Regions from separate parts of the Mus musculus genome. Here region 1 is linked to region 2. A link is a contact called in public HiChIP or PLAC-seq data. All regions are on one chromosome and are shown on one strand. The core of a region is the stretch at or near the end of the contact, and the rest is flanking DNA. Distances in the headings are between cores, read along the strand shown. Region 1 has its middle 150 kb from the start of Gm27217. Region 2 has its middle 65 kb from the start of Gm19585.

Evidence for each region. HiChIP or PLAC-seq counts read pairs in DNA pulled down with a chosen protein or histone mark.
Region 1: a contact with region 2 is called in an H3K27ac HiChIP or PLAC-seq map of double positive thymocytes, with 3 times the contacts expected there. The contact joins two enhancer-like sites. A contact is called at or near these places in 1 of 39 promoter capture datasets (HPC-7-derived erythroid cells), 3 of 484 Hi-C or Micro-C datasets (cortical neurons, double positive thymocytes and nephron progenitors) and 4 of 115 datasets of contacts at active chromatin or transcription factors (T-cell acute lymphoblastic leukemia, double positive thymocytes, large pre-B cells and 1 more).

The regions. Positions count from the first base shown.
Region 1 is chr17:52,452,814-52,458,855 of GRCm38.p6, reverse strand. No RefSeq gene overlaps it. Among named protein-coding and RNA genes, the nearest start is that of Gm27217, 150 kb to the left of the region's middle. Within about 2 kb of position 3,010, at least 13 of the 459 cell types and tissues checked have an H3K27ac peak or open chromatin away from gene starts, as enhancers often do. A contact at or near this core is called in double positive thymocytes, where this site is marked.
Region 2 is chr17:52,211,540-52,216,977 of GRCm38.p6, reverse strand. No RefSeq gene overlaps it. Among named protein-coding and RNA genes, the nearest start is that of Gm19585, 65 kb to the right of the region's middle. Within about 2 kb of position 3,832, at least 12 of the 459 cell types and tissues checked have an H3K27ac peak or open chromatin away from gene starts, as enhancers often do. A contact at or near this core is called in double positive thymocytes, where this site is marked.

The sequences.
Region 1 (6,042 bases), core at 1,761-4,260, 240 kb before region 2:
GAGCAACACTCACATCTTCAACAACATCGATTATACAGCTGTTGTACAGTCGTTGTAAATGAAATATACAATGCCCGGTTCAGCTCTTGGAATCCTTTATAGCGGTGGGATGTGGGGCAGGAGAGCCCTTCCTTGCTCTGTTTCTCTCTGGTGCTGGCTTCCTTTTCTAACACCTGACACTTGCAGGTAAAGAGGCTAAGCAAGGAGGACAAGATAGCCCAGATCAGAGCAGTTCTCTTCTCTTCTCACAGAGGAAACATTGGAATGTAGGCTTGGTGGGCGAATGGGTCTGTGAGATCTCAGCACCATGGGGAATTTCTAGAACCTTGTCTCTGCCTTTCCCCTCTTCCCTGACTCTCTCTCTCTCTCTCTCTCTCTCTCTCTCTCTCTCTCTCTCTCTCTCTCCTCTCTTTTTCCCTCTCTCCACATCAGGTTATATGTTTTGACTTAAATGAATGTGTTATGCATTGTATTTAATTTCTCCCATGATTTTTCTCACCTCAATATGCCTTCCCAGAGGGATTAAGGCCTTGAATCCTTCTGTCCCTGTTTTCTCTGGTTTGGTCTTCAAGCCCTCAAACTCAAATGAGCAGGATTGTCGTGCATGTGACTTTTCAAACTTACCTATTCACCCATGAGTGCCATATACCATCATTGGAAACCAGATTTTCCCATTCTCTAGACATAACAGTAAATATCTTAAGGAAGGCCCTAGAAAGGACACAGATAACACATCTGAGACTTGTAAAAATACTAGGTGGTTTTCTTTATATAACTTGGATTGTTCTCTTAGACTTTTTGTTGTTGTGGTTATTGTTATTTCAATTTGCAATGTTTTTTTTTTTCGTTGTTTCTTTTTTTGGGGGTTGTTTGTTTTGTTGTTGTTGTTTTTTGTTTTGCAAAGGCTCTATTCAATGCTATTTAATATGAATTCCTTTGTTCATATTTTAACATCTAGGGAACCAGAAACTATCTTACTATTCATGAAATTTTGAGAATCACTCTCAGCAAGATGAGTGACTGAACAACAGGAGCCTTTTGAATGACAATGGTCCTTAGCATTATGGCTAAGTGGGGAACAAATACCAGTCTTTCTGTTTGAAATTTCTCCAGTGGCATCTTCTGATATGCTCAGTACCTTATAATATGAAAGTACCAGCATGAGAATTCTTTTTGCAAGCCTGAAACTTAGAAGAGATGGGGGTCACTCATCAAAGAAATGAAACATCTCACACCCTGAACTGTGTGTTGGAAACAGCTGAAAAGCAACTGAGGTTTGTTTGTTTGTTTTTTTATATTATATCTTTATTTATTTTTATTGTATAAATGTTTTGTCTGCTTGTATGTTTGCTTACTATGTGTGTGCCTGTTCCATGTGGAGGTCAGAAGACACATCAGAATCCTTGGGACAGGAATTACATGCAGCTGTGATCTACTGTACAGGTACAAGCAACCAATTGAATCTGGGTCCTCTGTAAGAATAGTCAGTTCTTAACCTTTGAGCCATATCTCCAGCTCCCACCTCAGACATTATTTTAAAGATTTATTTGTGTGTGTGTGTGTGTGTGTGTGTGTGTGTGTGTGTGTGTCCAGGTACACATAAAGACCAGAAAGAAGTTGAATTTCCTAGAGCTGGAGTTACAGGCAGTTGTTCACCATAAGACATGTGCACTGAGAACTGAACTCCACCTCCTAACCACTGAGCTATATCCCCCCTCCTGCACTCATGTGTTTGTTTTGGTACATGTGTCTATGGGTGAGTATATGCACCTTTGAATGGGTATGGACCCATATGCCTCCATATATATGTGGAGGTCTGACAGTGAAGTCTTCCTTTACATTATTTATTGAGACAGGGATGAAAGGAAAAGTGTTAGCTTGGACCCCAAAGACCAAGTTCTCAGTATAAGGAAAATGTATTGTTCCAGAGGGACAGAAGGCAGGGATAAGGAGCAAGGACAGGAAGAGAGAAAGAGGGAGTGGAAAAGGGGACAAAGGAGAGGGGAGGAAAGGGGCAAGGGAGAAGGACAAAGGATTGCCTCTTGAGAGAGAGGAGACAGAGGTGGCACATAGGAAAGTGGCAGCTTATAAAGGGGAGACCTCGTGTTAGGACAAGGTGTTTAATTTTAATTGTGTATGTTAATTAGGTGAACCAAAGAGGGCTGATTGCCAGTCTTCAGTACTTTGATAGCTGGACCTTGGTAATCAGCCAGAGAAGGAGGGATTGGTACAACTAATGGGATAGACCTTGGGGGCTAGCTTCACATATGTAATCTAACAATTTTTAGCAAGGCAGAGAGAATTGGGCAAAAGGGTAAGTAAGGCCTGCCAGAGGCATGCTCGCCACACTCAAGCTGGCCAGAGTCCCTTCAAGGGCCTCTCAAATGAAAGGAGAGCTCACATGCAGGGCTGGTTTGGCTAGCCATCTTGCATGGGCATGCTCTTTGAGTATGTGAGTATAAAGACCTGGGATTACAGGCAGGCCTTTATACTCACATGAAACTTACATTCATTCTTGGGGTCTGAACTTTTATCCTCATATTGTGCAGCAAATCTTGTATCCACCGAATTATCTGCCTGGCCCCAACTCGTCATATTTTTAAGACACAATATGAGAAACACTGAAGAAACTAAAAGCAAATTATTTCACCTGTTTCCTTTCACCATTTCTCAGAGCAAGCAATGATACACACACACACACACACACACACACACACACACACACAAAGTAATTCTGAAAGCGAGCCCTCAGTAATGACAGGACGTCAGCTTGTAAGTGATTAGGAGGCACTCTGTCATAGATTAGTGAACAACTAGTTTTTCTTTCTCATAGCCTTTTCTGGTATCTTAGGTACTCTTTTGGTCTTAATAGACATCAGAGGAGATAAGTGTTCTCACTGACAGCTTAGAGACAAAGGACATGAAGATCCACCTCCCTAACCCCAGTCATTTGTCAAAGGATAAGTAACATATCTGAGTGGTGGTGCAGAAACCTCAACCCAGATACTTTTACCTCTGTAGTATATGCTTACTGTGAGCCAGTCTGGCCTGCAGAAAGAAATTACTAACCCTAGACATGTGTTATCTGTGGTTACATACATTTAAAATCGAGACTCTTTAGGTAAGATCTAGCCACAGTAGATCCCAGGCTCTTCTCCTAGAGCCTCTCTCTCTGAACCTGCGGAAGTGGGACTTTCCCTTCACAAGGCATGGCCAGGTATTTATCCCTGGCCTGATTCCTGCATGGGTGCTCACCTCTCAGGTTCCCATAGGATTTGGTGTCAGTCTGTGTGCTGTGTTTTCTGTGATGCTGTAGAACCCTGGGAACCCACCCTGAATACTCCATTTTTACCCATGCTCAGGAGTATGTCAGTCTCTGTCCCTAAGTCATAAAATAGATCTCTGGTATAGTCCTGATGTCAGGGTATGGGTTGATCAGAGAAGTACTTTCAACACCGAACACATGGAGCAGAAGCTTACCAGTGGGGGTTCTGTATAAAGCTGGGAAGCTGATGAAGAGTTCATGTAGGTCTATTGATTTTTTATGTAGTTCAGATCATGGCTTCAGCAAGATTTGTCTTTAAGGAAAAAAAAAAAGAAATCTGGTATGAATAGGAGCAGGTAAGAGTATATTGGAGCCCCTGGGTTGTACTGAGTTTGGCCTAATGATGCTTCTATTCTAATGTTAATTTGGGTCCCCCAAATTGCTTACATATGACAGTTCCAATATAAGACACTGAGGTACCCTGATCCCAGTTGATTCTGATTGGTAATAAAGCTGCTCACTGCCAATGGCTAGGCAGGGCAGACAGAGGCAGGATTAGAGTATTCCCAGGCTTGGGACAGGAATGAGGGGAGAAGAAGAGGAGATCTGCCATGCAGGGAGAGTGGAGGAGAGGGGAGACACTATGCCTGAGAATAGTGGAGGACAGAGATATAGCCAGTATGCGATAGAACCTAGAGAGCATGGTCCAGTTAGGCAGCCTTCTGGGTCCAGGGCAGCCAAGATAGAATATAGAGTTTAGTAGGTAATAGCTTGGGTGGATTAACCACAGAGAGGTTAGGCAGTGGCCCAGCTATTGAGCTGATTAAGGCATATCAAAATATAAAGGCTGTGTGTGTTTCTTTCATTTGGGAAGACAAACCATTGGGGTAGGTAGCAGGAACCTTCCCTCCACTGGGATTTTTAAAAATATTTAATACAACACTGGGTGTTTTTGAAGCTCACCTTGTTCAGTTTTGGGCCACAGGAAAAGCTTCTTATTACAAAGTTAGATGGGATCCTGGCTCACAGAAAGCTGAAGAAGGAGGCGTGGCTGGAGTAGGATGAGTGCCACCTGGATGCTTCCCTACACTGACCAACACACTAGCACACCCAAAACAGGAGGTCTTCATCGCCAAGGCCCAACAGCTGTCCTGAAAGAGCAACTATGATCGTTTCACTCTGCCCTCTATGCCAATATAAAACTTTATTTTGGTTGACAATATCATGGAGCCATGCATGGACATGAATTCTGGTAGACATATTTTGATTTAGTTAAACCATTATAACACAAAGGCACAGGAACCAAAATCAGGAAATGAAATGCAAACTCCACAGCTCTTGAGTATGCATCATCACCTTCTACCAGAAAGATTAGAACTGAGCAAACATTTTTGTTTGCTTTTTGATAAGACCTGGAGGAATCCAGGGCACCTGAGTCCCTGAGATGCCCGTACTCCATGCTTCCTATTTTCACATAATCAATCAGAAGCTTCATTGTGCAAGTTCAGCTTCCACCTTGACTATCATGGAGTATGAGAATCTTATCTTCCTGGCTCAGTCCCACCTTAGCTATTTATTTTAGTGCTCAAGTGTACTGCTTTATCTGAATTCCAGTTTCTCACCCGCTAAAAGTAGGATCAGAGATCCAGAAACTCTGGCATGACTTTTGCCATAGCTGTGCCAGTTGACGACATAGCCTTGGCCTCGAGGCCCCTGAGAAAATCACCTACTTGTCTAAGTCTTCTGCTGTTTGTAGCACTAGTCTTATGTATACTGTTTGTTGGCTCATGGAAATTGCACACCAATTCTGACATGCTTCTACACATTCTATAGGGCAGGTAAAAAGCAGAACCAGTAATCAGAGATTACTATTCTCAGAGATGCTTGTATCTTTCATGGCCTATCTCACTTATGGTGTGCTGTGAAGATGGCACACCTCTCATAGCTAACCTTCCTCAAGCATATTCACAGGGTAATTAAGTGACTGCTTATCCCCACTCGCTGTATAAATACCAGTCTAGGTCAATAGTCAATTATATACTTCTGTTTTTACAATAAAATTGGCCATAGGTATCTCCTGCTGCTGTAACTCACTTGAGAGCTATTTTAATGTATCTGAGTTAGCTTAATAACTTGAGACTCTAAAGAGAAAGAAGTGTCAATCTTCTTTATGTTGATCTCATTGGTCCCTTATGCAAAAATCACCCAACCATTTCCAGTTTACATTACTGGTACAGAGTTAAAATAAAAAGCTCAAAACAAAGCAAAACCTCTCCCTTGCCCCTCTCCACCTATGTCAAGTAAAAGAACTTGTCCCCAGGTCATAAGAGTGGGAAAGCTGGCCCCATCTCTTACCACCTGCAACACTTGGAAGAGCTAACCCTGCTACTTTTCTGCTGTTAAGTCGTGTGTATGAAGGAAAAAAAATGCCTTCCCCCCACCCTTACCATGCTCCATACCACCTGCTACAGGTTATAGAGCTGGCCCTGTGGTCACGAGAACAGGAGACCTGTCATTGGATAAACTAGCCAAAGCAATGGTAGAGAGCTTCCCTGGTGCTGTGGGTACAGGAAAACTGGCACAACTACTACCCAGGCCCAAATCCAGGGCTTTGAGTTGATTCACTCCAACATCTGTCTCATCTATGAACCGCTGGAGAGTATGAAGAGACTGGTCCTACAGATCCAAAGCTACAGGATCACCATGAAACAGAGCATCAGCAGGATATCTGAGAGGAATCCCAGTGAAGATCCAGTACTGATATAGTATAAGAAGCC
Region 2 (5,438 bases), core at 2,583-5,082:
ATGTTATTTAATCAACCTTAAATAAGCCCATGTTTTCATTTCTTCAGTATCTTCATAGGAGGGATATCTGTGACAGAATATTTGATCCCTGAATACCTGACAGGCAAAACCATCACCTTGAACTCTGAGGTCAGGAAGATTTTTATGAGCATCACAAGATGAAACATTGGTTGTAGAATGGTGTTTCTGGAGCTCTAATAATAGTAACTTCTGCTCCAGATGATTCAGGGAAATGTGTCTTGTGTATGTCTCTGTTTTTAAACAGGGATTTCTATTCATTCCCAGTAGAGTTATTAATCAGGGCACCATTAGCTAGCTGAGAAACTTTGGAGCAGAGTTGCAATAATAGTCTCAGAAATCAAATAGGTGAAAATTTATATCTGGGCTACCTTGCTGGCCTTTTCAACAGTTTTACCTTTTTATGGCATGATGATTAGTTTTAACTGTCAACTTTACACAAACTAAAGTCACCTAAGATGGGAGTCTCGAGGAAGGCTTATATAGATTAGGTTGGCCATTCGACATGTCAGGACGGGAGCAGAGCTTGATTACATAATTAAGGTGGAAAGAGCATCCCTCTGTGAGTGATGCCATTCACCTGCTGAGATCTAGGACTGTGTAATAGTGAAGAAAGCAAGATGAACATAAGCATGTGTGCATTCATTTTCGCTCCACTCTAGCCTAGGGATGTGACCAGCCACTTCAAGTTCACACTGCCTTGATTTCCTCTCATGATGGATATTAACAGAGGAGTTGTTTCTCCTCTGATGTTTTGTCAGAGGTTTTACTCACGATAACAGGTGACCAACAAAGACAAATGTCTATTTTCATGCTACCTCTTTCAAGCACCTCTCTTTCAACATCTGTCATTCTTGGCTCTGTTGGCATCTCAGGGCACATACTTCTTTGTTTTTTTGTTTGTTTGTTTGTTTGTTTTTTCCACTTTTTATTAGGTATTTAGCTCATTTACATTTCCAATGCTATACCAAAAGTCCCCCATACCCACCCACCCCCACTCCCCTACCCACCCACTCCCCCTTTTTGGCCCTGGAGTTCCCCTGTACTGGGGCATATAAAGTTTGCAAGTCCAATGGGCCTCTCTTTGCAGTGATGGCCGACTAGGCCATCTTTTCATACATATGCAGCTAGAGACAAGAGCTCCGGGGTACTGCTTAGTTCATATTGTTGTTCCACCTATAGGGTTGCAATTCCCTTTAGTTCCTTGGGTGCTTTCTATAGTTCCTCCATTGGAGGCTTCCCTGTGGATTGTAGGTTAAGGTTCATCTATCCACTGTGTTCTAGTAGCCAAACACCTCCTACTTCTTAAACAGCAAAGAAAATATATCCCCAGACTTTTCCAGATGTGTGATTGTAGTAGAGTCAAAAATCATCCTTAGTATCTACTGTTAGAGACAAAGACTATGTGTAAACTCTATGGTAGAAACACAGCTTGATTGTCTTATTTCATCCCTTCAGCCTTGAAGAGTTGTTTGGCTTAAGTTGTTTATTCACTGACTGTGTGTATGATCTCCATCCATAAGTAGTATAGCTGGGTCTTTTTATTTTGGAGATGAGGATAAATCAACCATGAGGTTAAAAAGTATGAGTGCAGGCATCATGAAGACATGGTGTGATCTTGGATAATCTTCCTAATTGCCACATGAGTCAATGTGAGTGGCCAGCCAGTAACCAGTGTTATCAACAGCCCTCCTGGGTAAATCAGGCCAATGAAAACTCCATAACACCTGCTAAAACAAGAAAACTCAAGAGTTCTGTGAGATTGTGAGTCAAACCATACATATGTTTAAATAGGCACATACACACAGATAACAGAACACACACACACACATACACTGCAATAAGCAAATTAATAAACAGAAGATGCCTCAAATTTCACCAAAGTTTGATACTCAGAATTGACCATAGTAGGATATGTTTTGAAGCACATTACTCCAAGTTGAGATTGGTGGTCCTTGCCAACATACTACTTAACTCTACATGCTGGAACCTGAAGATGTACCTTAGAGCACACTATGAAGGGAATCCTTGAGCTATTCTGAGGTCAGTGGTAGAGATCTGAATCCAAGTTTGTATTTCCCATACTCACTTCAACTATAGTTACCACTTGGGCCTGTTTTAAATATATGTCTCATGACACATAAGTTGCACATGTGATTAAGTGGTTTTGTTGCATTTTTCTCACTATTTCCTAAACTCCTGGTTTAGCTCAACCCTCTCATTAAAAAAAAAAATACAAAAACAAACAAACAAAAAAAAAACCAACAACAAAAAAAAACAACCCTCGACCTGTGTCACTCATTGAAATGATAGCATCCTTCCCACTTCAGCTTCCTGCCTTTCTAGGGGTCACCACTGTGAGTACCAAGCTCACTCATGATTGTTGTTGTGCATTGTGTCAACGGCTCTGCAATCAGCCAAGGGCATTGTGCCGAGAAGCCATCAATTATCCCGGGTAGTCAATGAGAGTTTGCTGTTGTGAAGGGACTCAATTGAAGATAATCCATAAAAAATCAATTACATTATTATTTCTTAATTAGAGCACTTGACAATATAGCTTTCCTCAGCAAAGCCATCAGTAAATAAGCACATAAATACACATAAATAAACGCTGCTTCTGTCCCGCAGAGCTTCTCGATAAGTTCACAGTGACCTTTATCACCAAACATTTGCCAGACAAGAATGTCTGCATATTTAAGAAAATTCCCAAGCTGTTTTCCCCTATCAGACAGAAAAATGAGTCCATCACAAGTGTCTATAATAATAGCAATATTATGTTGCTGGATGATTAAAAGATCACTTAATACTTATGTACTTCTCTCCAGTTTATGAAGCGGGTTCCTCTTTGAAGCAATGGTGAGTCCAACATTCCGCTGAAATAAGTTAGATATGCTTGTCTACCAGCAACCAGTGAGGTTGGAGCACATGACATGAGACCATTTTAGCAACCTCCTCCATTCATTCTTATCCCATTTCAAATGCATTTCTTCTTGCCCTCCAGGTGATGGGTCCTTTTGTAACCTTAAGAAAGTCCTTTTGACTCAGTATTGGTCTGTATTCATCCAATTACTATTTATTAAATGTCTGTATATGTGGTGGACTCTATAGGAATGAATTGCTGATGTGCAGTTTACATTCTAATAGATAGAAAATCATAACACAATAAGCCTCAGTGCTCTACAGCCTCTGGATACATTGAATAGAATGTCCTACTCGTTCTTATGAAAGAGACGAAAGCTTTTAACATGAATTGCTAGCTAAGCTGAAACTGGAGTAACAAATGGGACTATACAAGACCAAGACAGAGGAAAATACTGTGTGTGAAGGCCTGGAAGTAAGAGATACTGTGGGTGGGGGGGGATTAAATGGATGAAGAAGGGTAGAAAAAAGGGAGGAGGGAGAGATAGAGAGTGGGGAAATAAAATAAATTTTAAAAAGCCATTGGAGGAAATGCATTCTAGTCAAACTAAAATAGATGTAAGTTCTGGGAGGGGAAGAAAGGAGGAACAGAAAATATTACCCAAGGCTAGGAAAGCATGAGCCAGAACAGCGGGCTCAGAACTGGGCTAAGGAAAACAGAGGCATGAAAAGATTTTGTTCTCAGAGTAAACTCCATTTCAGCTCTGCCATAGGGTAAGCCGTTTCCCACACAACAGTGTTCTGTCTAAACTAGGGATCTCCATTCTTCATCTTTACCCATCTTAAGATACCAGTGGCTCCCTGTCTTAGCTGTAGTAGCACCCCAGCTCCTCACCACAGAGTCTCTGTGACCTTTCTCTGTTCTCAGCTCAGAGTGTTCCACCTTGTTTGTTTTGCACACTTTTATCAAGTAGTTGTTGTCCACAGGTGTGCTGAATTTCTTCCTGCTTCAGGAAGTGTGAGCTTGATGCCCTCGCCTTTTGAAAAGCCCTTTCTGAGGTCTTAACACAGCAGACTTAGCACAACTGTCAACCAGCACATCTTCTCAGAGAGATCTGCTACCAGTCTTCTTCAAGACTTTCTAAAGATCAGCCTGTTCTTTTCTGGAATGCTGTTCCATCATATTTTCTTCAAAGCTGTATTATTTTGAGAGACAGGGAAAGCTCGCCGACACCTAGGTTGCTGTGCAGAGTGCCCACAAATGACAGAATTGCTTTTCTCCCTCATGACAGTCCAACTCGTGTGTTCCAGACTGAAGGTGCTTCTGTGCAATACTGCCACCTCTCCCTAAAGATTGTCTCCAGGACCTGTCAGGAATAAAGACACTTGGCTTAGAAGTGGCTCAAGACAATTTTGTTTACTTTACATTCTATTGGGTATATCATTCCCATGATCAGGCACCCAACTGTACGGCTTTGGGGTATTTCTCTGTAGAGACACTTCTCAGCCACAGTGGCACTGTGCAAGGCAAGCCTGGCATTGTTGAGTGGATAGTCACCTCTGACACAAAAGGGTAGTCATAGCTAAATGAATTCTAACTATTTTTCAATCCACTTATATAAATGTATAAATGCCAGAAGTAATGGTATTTTGATTTCCCTGTCAGAAGTTGAGCTCAGCTTGATAACACCAAAAAGGTTTTCTATTATGGTCAACACTATGCATGGCCACATGTCTTAGAGTACGTAGGTTCTGGAAGAGTAGATAATATTTATTGTAGAAAAATGTTTATAAAAATGCTGGAATTATGCTTGGTTTAGATAAGCCAGAGACATGGCTGTCTTATGATGAAGAGGATATGTAAGTTTTAGAATAGGGTTTCTCAAAGTGCTCTCAGCCCTGACATTTCATGTGCCTCCTTTTCTTTTTGCAGTGTGAGGAAGTAAGGACATGATCCTGGCAGGGGAGGGGGTGGTGAGTGGATAGTGGGCACTAGAGGAGCCTTCTGTTAAATTCCTTACCCAGAGGAACTTTGCATTAAGTGGTTTACTCTCCCATAATTTGGCTTAAGCTGACCACTCCTTGCCTTCAATCTCTCTCTGTGTCTCTCTCTGTGTCTCTCTCTCTCTCTGTCTCTCTCTCTGTCTCTCTGTCTCTCTGTCTCTCTGTCTCTTTCTGTGTCTCTCTCTGTGTCTCTGTCTCTGTCTCTGTCTCTCTCTCTCTCTCTCTCTCTCTCTCTCTCTCTCTCTCATCACATTGTCATGCTATATTACTCAGGCTGGACTCAAACTCACAAACTCAGCCTCCTGGGTGCTGAGATGCATGGGTGTAACACCATGTCCAACTATAGCATATTTCCAAGCTTGGGTTGGTCTTTGTGAATCAGCTGATGTTAGTAGGCAAGTGATCAGTTCTACAGAGCTCTTGTTCTGGCTCTCCTGGGTCAGGCAAACCAGCAGGACATAACAAGGAAGGCCTTTCTGCTATTCATCAAAAGGCACTTCTTAATTGGTCTGGTGATCAAACTGAGATCCTCAACTTAGCAACAGTTCTGCTATCTG